3 separate regions of the Sus scrofa genome follow, and all the other regions are linked to region 1. Evidence: chromatin contacts called from public Hi-C and HiChIP or PLAC-seq data. All regions are on one chromosome and are shown on one strand. The core of a region is the stretch at or near the end of the contact, and the rest is flanking DNA. Distances in the headings are between cores, read along the strand shown.

What was found. A called contact is a pair of places that touch in the nucleus more often than the background predicts. HiChIP or PLAC-seq counts read pairs in DNA pulled down with a chosen protein or histone mark.
Region 2: a contact with region 1 is called in an H3K27ac HiChIP or PLAC-seq map of skeletal muscle. The contact joins the enhancer-like site here to the promoter of TEX2 in region 1. A contact is called at or near these places in 4 of 5 promoter capture datasets (fetal liver, fetal skeletal muscle, liver and 1 more), 16 of 47 Hi-C or Micro-C datasets (adipose tissue, blood, embryonic fibroblasts and 7 more) and 2 of 2 datasets of contacts at active chromatin or transcription factors (alveolar macrophages and skeletal muscle).
Region 3: a Hi-C map of skeletal muscle shows a contact between it and region 1, with 2.9 times the contacts expected there. The contact joins the enhancer-like site here to the promoter of TEX2 in region 1. A contact is called at or near these places in 1 of 5 promoter capture datasets (fetal liver), 6 of 47 Hi-C or Micro-C datasets (blood, embryonic fibroblasts, fetal liver and 3 more) and 2 of 2 datasets of contacts at active chromatin or transcription factors (alveolar macrophages and skeletal muscle).

The regions. Positions count from the first base shown.
Region 1 is chr12:14,763,096-14,765,792 of Sscrofa11.1, reverse strand. TEX2 (testis-expressed protein 2) reads right to left here and starts at 1,339. Exons shown (of 15, transcript XM_021066767.1): 1 at 1,201-1,339.
Region 2 is chr12:14,854,926-14,857,622 of Sscrofa11.1, reverse strand. It overlaps TEX2 (testis-expressed protein 2), which reads right to left. Exons shown (of 15, transcript XM_021066767.1): 11 at 1-3. Among named protein-coding and RNA genes, the nearest start is that of ERN1, 26 kb to the left of the region's middle. Within about 2 kb of position 1,387, at least 9 of the 83 cell types and tissues checked have an H3K27ac peak or open chromatin away from gene starts, as enhancers often do. A contact at or near this core is called in fetal liver and skeletal muscle, where this site is marked.
Region 3 is chr12:14,838,195-14,840,891 of Sscrofa11.1, reverse strand. All of the region lies in intron 8 of TEX2 (testis-expressed protein 2), which reads right to left. Among named protein-coding and RNA genes, the nearest start is that of ERN1, 42 kb to the left of the region's middle. Within about 2 kb of position 1,356, at least 11 of the 83 cell types and tissues checked have an H3K27ac peak or open chromatin away from gene starts, as enhancers often do. A contact at or near this core is called in skeletal muscle, where this site is marked.

The DNA of each region.
Region 1 (2,697 bases), core at 90-2,589:
TTCCTTTTTGGTTTCCACATAAAAGTCACTCGTTTCCCTTCCAGCTTACATCAGGCTCCTGAAAGGACTCCTTTAAATCCTTTGATGAAAATCACCAAACCGTGCGGAAAGGCTGGTTCTTTTCAGTTCTTGGGCAGAGAAGCCATGGTGTCAAGACCTAGAACTTCAAACATGAATATGGCACCTCCCCCTACCTTCAGGGAGCCCACGCTTTTCCTCTAACTCTGAAAAAGTATGCCCTCCTTGGGCAGCGTCTATTAAAACCTAGTGACAAAGTACTTCATAGCCTTGGAGGAAGAGCGAGGGTGGAAACAGACTCTGCCCTTATACTGGATGCCGTGTAACCATAACAACCGATGGTTTAAGTAACCATCAACCCACCGATGGGCTAAGTTTTCCAAAAACCATTTTTGAAAGGGGAAAACTCCCCTGCACCGACTCCCGCGTCAGCCATGCATTCTAGGCAGCGTGCGTGGTGCAAGTGAAGCCGGCGGTCCAGTCCATCTCCGGCCCCACGGTTGCATTCGTGAGCTCGCCAGCAGCACAGCCTACGCCGTCACACCCGCGCTCCCGGGCAGGGCACCTGGCGTTAGGCCTCAGCCCAATGTCACTTGTTAACCTTCCAAACCCTCGGCTTTCGGGACGCCGCCGCCTCAGGTCTAAGGCACGCAAACCACCCACCGCCACCCGCGATTTCCAGGAGTTAGAGGAAAAACAACCCGAGGCGCAGCCAGCCTCTGAAGGATCCGCGTAAAAGTAACTATGGTTCTCGACTTTCAGGCATTTCGCGACGATGGCGCGGGGGGCGGCAGGAACGCGGGGCCCCATTCATAAAATTACAAGCCGTTTTCCCTTAGTTTGCATGTGGGCAGTCCTCCCCGGCCGGGGCCGAGTCCGGAGCCAGCGGACGGCATGCTACAGCGACCCGCCAGCTCACACCTCCAGCGGGGTCAAGCCCAGACCGCCCCACACCGCCCCAAAGGGAAGAAGGGTGCGCCCGAGGGCGTCGCGAGTGGGCGTCCCCGTCAACACCCAAACCGTGACAGTGGGTTCCTGAGGAGCCGGACCCCCGCGCCCCGCCGCACTAACGGCCGCCAGCCCCGGGCCGCACGCTGGACCCAGTGAAGCCGGAGCCACCCAACCCAGGCCTTCTCAGCGGGCGGTCCCTCCACCGCCCCGCCTGGCCCCGAGCACGCTCACCCTGGATCCACTGGCTGCCTCATTGTAGTGCGCCGGCGCCCGTACTCCACGGCCGCCTCGGCTCCGGCTTCGGCTCGGGCTCCCGCAGCCGTCCGGCCGCCCGCCCGCCCCGGGGCACCGGCCGCCCCGCCCCGCCGGCGGATCCGCCCCGCGCCCGCGGCCGTCGCCTCCAACCAGAGGGCGGCGGGGGCGGAGCAGGCCGCGCGCCAGGCCCGGCCAATCCAGCCCCTACCCGCGCGCCGAGGAGCAGCCGCGGAAATGGGCGGGCGATTGGTCAGGCCTGTTAAAGGGGCCGCCGTCCACGAGGCCCGGGAGAGGGACTGCGGCGGCGTTACCTGGAAGAGCCTGGAGTGGAGGGGTAAGAGCTTCTCTTCTCTCCCAGGCCAGCAGCCCGGCTCTTATCAGCACTTTGTACTTATTAATTTCCTCCTCCTGCAACCTAGCAACAAGTAGAGATAGAACCTGCCTCTGTCAGAAGAAGAAACTGAGGCTCGGAGAAGCAAGGGTCTCCCGCTTGGCAAATGGACTCTAATTTGAGGTTTAGAGTGCTGTCAGACACATCTGTTCCCGTGCAATCCCAGATATTCGCCTCACCCTGCAGGATTTCTAACAGACATTCCCTGTGTCTGGAATGGAACTGGGGAAAGTATACATTTCTCAACATCCCTCCCCCGCGGTGATTCTGATGTAGGTGGTACAATAGCCACACTCAGATATATATTTCACAGTCCATCACTGTAATGAAATTCTGCTTCAACTGCCACAAATAAAGATAACCTCTTTTTTTTTGTTGTTTTCATTCTGAAGATCAATAATATATGTTTAGGAAACTTGCTGGGCTGGAGGCTGCCTACTGAGAAACTCAGAACATTCCGTGAATGGGTCATACTAAGACCTGAACTTGAAGGGCACGGGGCGGGAATGAAGCAACTAGCCGGTCTTGTTCTCTGACTCATGAGACAATGCTTAAATGCTTTAAGGGCAAACACACCCTTCCTCGTTGCCATCACCAGGCCCAGTTATAACCCTTGCCCTTCTGGAACTTGACTCCCACACCATCAAGCCCTGCTCACCCTCCCAGACACATTCCTCTCCCCATCCCCATGTCCCAGACATACATCTGACCCAGAAGTCATGATCTGAACTTGAAAGTCAGCTCTTCCACCAGAACCCGCAAATTGAACAACAACCCCCCTTTTTTTTGCTCTGATATCTGATGAATGCTGTGTTCACCAGCAACAGCTCCACACACACACATGAGTTAGCCTCATCGGGATGAAGTCTCTGGGTTGCAGACATCACTGCCTGGGATCACCATTTGCTTCCCCTTGGCCTTCCCAAAGAAAAAGGAATCCTTGTTTGAAATGGAGAGGGCTCCAGTTGTGGAAATCTGGAAATGTGCAACATAGACAGTTAATTAATAGAGAAACAGGAGTTCCTGACGTGGCTCAGTGGCTAACGAATCCAACTAGGAATCATGAGGTTTCAGGTTCCATC
Region 2 (2,697 bases), core at 138-2,637, 92 kb before region 1:
CAACTGAGCAGGGCAGAGTCAGCACGGCAGGCTGCCCAGCACCAGGCTCCGCTTAGAAAGAGCACGCGCTCCACCCCCACTACTGCCGGTCATCACTCTCCACCACCCACCCCGCCCAGAAGAGGCCCAATCCAAGGGTCCTCGGATTGGCCTGGCTCCCCGGGAGACTCTTCAGCGCCGAGTCCCCTGGCAGGACCGCAGAGGACTTGGGCCTGAAGGGTTCGATTCTGCGCATGCGTCAGAAAGACAGGCGGTGGGAGCGTGATGCAGTCACACAAGATGCAGTGATTTCGTCAACAGTGCAGCGTGGCCAATGGGAGGGTGAGTGGAAAGAAGGATGGTTGCACGGATCAGGTGAGAGCTCATGTTGGTGACATGACCACCTCACAGGTGACGGGGATGTTCAGGCAAGTCCCCTGACTCGCTGAGTTCAACAACATGAGGCGTTTGGGCCTGGTTACCTCCAGGTTAGATTTGGCTCAAGAATCCTTCCTGAGATTACATATCTTACCCCATGCCTGCCCCAGCTCCTGAAGGTCACAGAAAAGAGCCAACAACCACAGGGTACAAATCTCAAGGGACTCGAGGGAGCAACTGATATGAGGACTCAGGAACTTTCCGGAGAAACTAATTTAAAACCTTTTTTAAATGAAGTAATGAAAAGCTTCACCCGAGAGCAATGTCCCTCATTAGTCTTTCCAGGTGGATCCTTGGTTTCCAGAGGCCTGGGGGCTGCTGGGTCACCTGCAGTGGTGAACGATCAAGCTCCCCTGTGAGGGTACTGGGTGGGGTGGGGGTGGGGTTCCTGGCTGAGCTTCAGCCACACAAAAGGCGGCTGCCTCCTCTGATGGTGCCTTTGCTTCAGAGGGGCAGATGGCAGAGCCCATCTCTGAGGCTCAGAGACTTAAGGGGGATGAAATGAACAAGGGACAGAGTAGCCTTTGAACACTGTCAAGCTACCAAACGGTGGCTAAGCAGAGAGGGGACCTTGTATTTTTGACGAGGACAAAATCACCAGGATGGGGAAGGTAACACAGCTTAGGTCTCATCTCCCTTTGGGGTCTTCCTCGGGTGATGTCCTTGAGCTACCAGACGCCCACAGGGACAGCCATCTTCTGGCCAAAAGGGCCAAGGGCACCCAAGGGCAGAGCACGCCTGGCGATGTTGAAGGCCCAGCAGAGGCCCCAGCACTGGGAGGAGGGTACTGAAATCTCCGCCTGAAACAGGAGCCCGGCTGTAAGAAGACCGCACGAATATTCTCCCTGGCAGGACACCCGGATCCTCTCCATCCTGGCTCTGAAACACTAGAGCCAGCGCTCCAGCCAACCCGCTTGAATGCAGCGTGAAAAGGGGACGCCCTCTGCAGACACAAAAGCCTCCTGTCCCTGGCTGAGGGGGAGCACCTGACTCCTCCTCCTCGCATCAGAGGCCTGGCTAGTCCAGGCGATGCTCATGTGTGTCCTTCTGAGCTTTCAGGGTTAGGCGGCCCTCACTGAGCTCTTCTGTGGGAAATGTACAGAGCAGAAGATGATTCCCAAGAAAGCCTACCCTGGGTCTTGGGATGAAAGAAGTCAGGGAGGTAAAGCCCCAAAGATAACGGGACCGTCTCAGAAACCCTACTCCTCCATCGCTAACATGGCCGTGCCCCCAGCTCAGACCTGGTGCTGCCAGGTAAGGAGTCTACACAGCACAGAAGGCTGCCTTACTATCCTGGACCACAGTGAAGCATGCAGAGCCACCGCCCCCTTCTGTCCCCACTGGTATTTGTCATCTGGCAGCCTCCAGACCTGGAGGAAAAGATGCCAAAGGCTGAGCACTGCAGTGAGCTCTTGGGTTCCTGAATTAATCCTCTGTGGGACAGAGAACAGGACAATTTTGTGGCTTGAAGTTAATAATTTAGACAAAGCTGTATCAGTTAAAACACACCAGATGACATGAAATTCTGACTCTGACCAAATGGCACCTCTCCCTCTGCATGGGGAGCTGTGTTATGCAGCTCCCAATTCTTACTCATTAGGAGGGTAACTAAATGTTTGGCTGATATTCAGGTTTTATAACTAAACATGCATTTTGTGATCTCAACCTTATGATGCCAGCATGAATTTCAGAGAAAGACACCTGCACAGTCTTATATAAGATGTGTTAGAACATGACAAGCCTATTTTTTAAAGCACACCTTCAAATTCCAGATGAGTGTGATAGCCTTTCAAAGAGCCACCTTACAGGGCTTATTCCAGTTCTGCTGCCTTTGCTAAAAATCTTTTTAGAAATGTGCTTGGAGTCAGACACATAGGAAAAAGTGAATCATTTCACCTTTTTTTCTTGGGGGGGGGTCTTTTTGTCTTTTTAGGGCCACACCCACGGTATATGGAGGTTCCCAGGCTAAGGGTTGAATCAGAGCTGCAGCCACCAGCCTACTCCAGAGCCACAGCAATGCCAGATCCGAGCCTCATCTGTGACCTACACCACAGCTCACGGCAACACAATCCTCAACTCACTGAGCAAGGCCAGGGATTGAACCCACATTCTCATGGATGCCAGTCGGGCTCACTAACGGTTGAGCCACGACGGGAACTCCAAAGAACGAATCATTTTATCACTGATACTTTTTTTTGTTGTCTTTTTGCCTTTTTGTCTTATCTAGGGCTGCACCCACGGCATACAGAAGTTCCCAGGCTAGGGGTCCAATCCAAGCTA
Region 3 (2,697 bases), core at 107-2,606, 75 kb before region 1:
ATTGTGGCTCAGCGGTTAACGAACCCAACTAGCATCCCTGAGGATGGGGTTCAATCCCTGGCCTCGCTCAGTGGATTAAGGATCCAGCATTGCTGTGAGCTGTGGTGTAGGTTGCAGACATGGCTCAGATCCCACATTGCTGTGGCTGTGGTGTAGGCCAGCGGCTACAGCTCCAATTCAACCCCTAGCCTGGGAACCTCCATATGCCGTGGGTGCGGCCCTAAAAAGACAGGGGAGAAAAAAAGAGGTTATGATGTCTGAGATGGACAAAACCTGTCTCGAGACAGTATTCAAATGTGCAGTTTTGAATTGGTGGTTGCTCATGTGGTGGTTGGCCTCCCGATCAGCCTGCACAATGCTACTTGGCCATGAATGTAGCCAAAATTGTGCGCCTTTGCCCCAGTCCTTTTTGTCTAATTGTCATCCTAATACCCAGTGTTTCAGGATCACGCCCAGTTTCCATGGGAACAGGAGTGGACATGGAGCCAGGCGAGTGAATGCAGACAGAGGAACACGGAGACCCTCCTGTGCCAGTCTAGCCTCCCACCCCATCCCATCCTGCTCCCCGGAGCCCCCGCAAGGGCCTGAGGCGGGACCTAAGACAAGGAGGAACAGAAGGAATGGGGTGGGGGTGGGGGGTGGGGGTGGAGGTCCTGAGAAAAGCTTGGCAGGGGTTCGCGAAGGCAGAGGGGAGATGAGCAGCACATTTCCTACTTACTCACTTGAGCACCCAACTCCAAGATTCTAGAACATTTCTAACAAATGTTCCCTCCCCACCCCGTCCGTGCCCAGATCTCTGATCTGAATGAAAACTCTCAGGACCAGGCCCTGGAGAGGCTTCCTTCCTGTCCTGTGGGGAAAGGCAAGGCCAGCTCACGCCCCTTCCCGCTCTTCCCACCCAGCCTCTTCTTTCCAGCCAAAGGGCACCGAAGCGAGATGGGAACCCACACTGTGTGCTCTCACCCTCCTGGGAAAACTCAGCTGGGGACTGGGTGTTCTCTAGCTTGGTGGAGGCTGAGTTAGAAGCCTCATGCAATAACAGCAGCATTTGCTGACATGGGCACAGGGGCCATAGCTGCTGAGGGCTCTGAAGTGGTGTCAGAGCAGCTGGCCAAGGCCCAGGGTGTATTTGCTGCTGGGCAGCAACTCAGCTTGCTTTAAACCCATCACTGGGTACCAGATACACACACAGGGCCGCTTTTCCACAACATGAGTCATTATCACGGGTGAGGGTGACAGTCTGAGATGGCAGGGCAAGGCCAGCCAAGAGCTCTCCATGTGGCAGGCCTTCAAGGAGACCGGGAGACAGGGAATCTTTGTCACAGGGCAAAGCTCAGGCTCCTCCAGCCATTCTGACTCTAGACTAGCTGTTAACCAATACTCACTACTAGGTTTAAGGACTAGCCCTTCCCAGGGATACTGTGATACTTGGTGAGAGTAAAGTCCTTTTGGCAGGAGTGGTGGCAGGTTCAGCATTATCTTGCTGCCTTCCTGCTTATTCCATTGCCAGGGTCCCTCTGGCCTGCAGGGCGCTTTCCAGGGGAGCAGCTCAGGGCAGGTGGAGGGTGGGAGGTGCTGAGACTGGCAGTGAAGGGAGTCTCCAAACTGCTGATGCTGCTGGGTCATGGCCACTTTTCTCCATCCTAACCTCCCAGCCTGCCTGACGTTAAGAACAAAAAGGAGTTGAAGTTTGTGCCCTGCAAAAGCCCCCATGGCCAGCAAAGGGAGAAGATGGAAATGAAAGGCTTTCCTCAACCTCCTGTGGGTAGAGGGAGCTCCCGGTTCTCCACCAGGAGTCGGGGCAGAGGCCCCGTGAACTCCCAGAGCCAGAGAGGAGCGTGGGGCACTGCCCTCCCCAAGTCTGGATGGGAACACGTGTTAATGGGGAAAGCAGTGTCCCATTGGGAGCTCAGGCGGGCCCTGCTTTGTCACACAGTGCCAGGACCTGCAGCCCTGCTGCTGAAGGACACAGTCTCTGGGAAAAGAGCTGCAACAGCCACACCCTGTGCCTCCGCCCAGGAACTCAAGCCTTCCATCATGTTCCAAAAGGGGGAGGAGGCTGAGTGAGCTTCAAGTTGGCTGCTGGCCTCTCTTCTCCAAACCTGGAGGGTCACGGCTGCTTCCTGCTCACCCGAGGGACCTGGCTAGCAGACCATTCAAGGCTCGACTCACCCAAACAACATAAACAGGCCGACCCTTGTCAACAGAGCCCTCCCAACCCCCTGGCCCGACTATTCCACCTCAAAATCGCAGGCAAGCCGATGCTCCATCAGGGCCCGGGGAAGGGAGGACACTGGGCCATGGTGGCAGAGAGCTGACGGGGCCAGGAAGGCTCTGTCGCTTAGCCAAAGGAAAGAGAGGAATCAAGGCTCCTCCATGCCCACACTTCCCTTCTAGCGTGGTACTACCATAGCTCACAGTTTTCTAAATCTGGAGTCCTTGAACTCTCTGAAATCGTGGGCAAATTTCTGAGTCACAGTGCATTTTTCTAGGGAAAGGATCCATATGTTTCTGCTTCTCAAAGGGTATCTATGACCCCAAAAGATCCACTGACTTAAGCAGCTGAGTGTGCAAGTTCTTGGTGGAGACCTGGGGGCCACAGCGACTCTTCCTTGGTTGGGTCTTCACTGGATCAAAACTTACTTCTAAGTAACTGAAATAAGGTCTCTGGGTTGGCAGAGGTGACACTAAATGCGT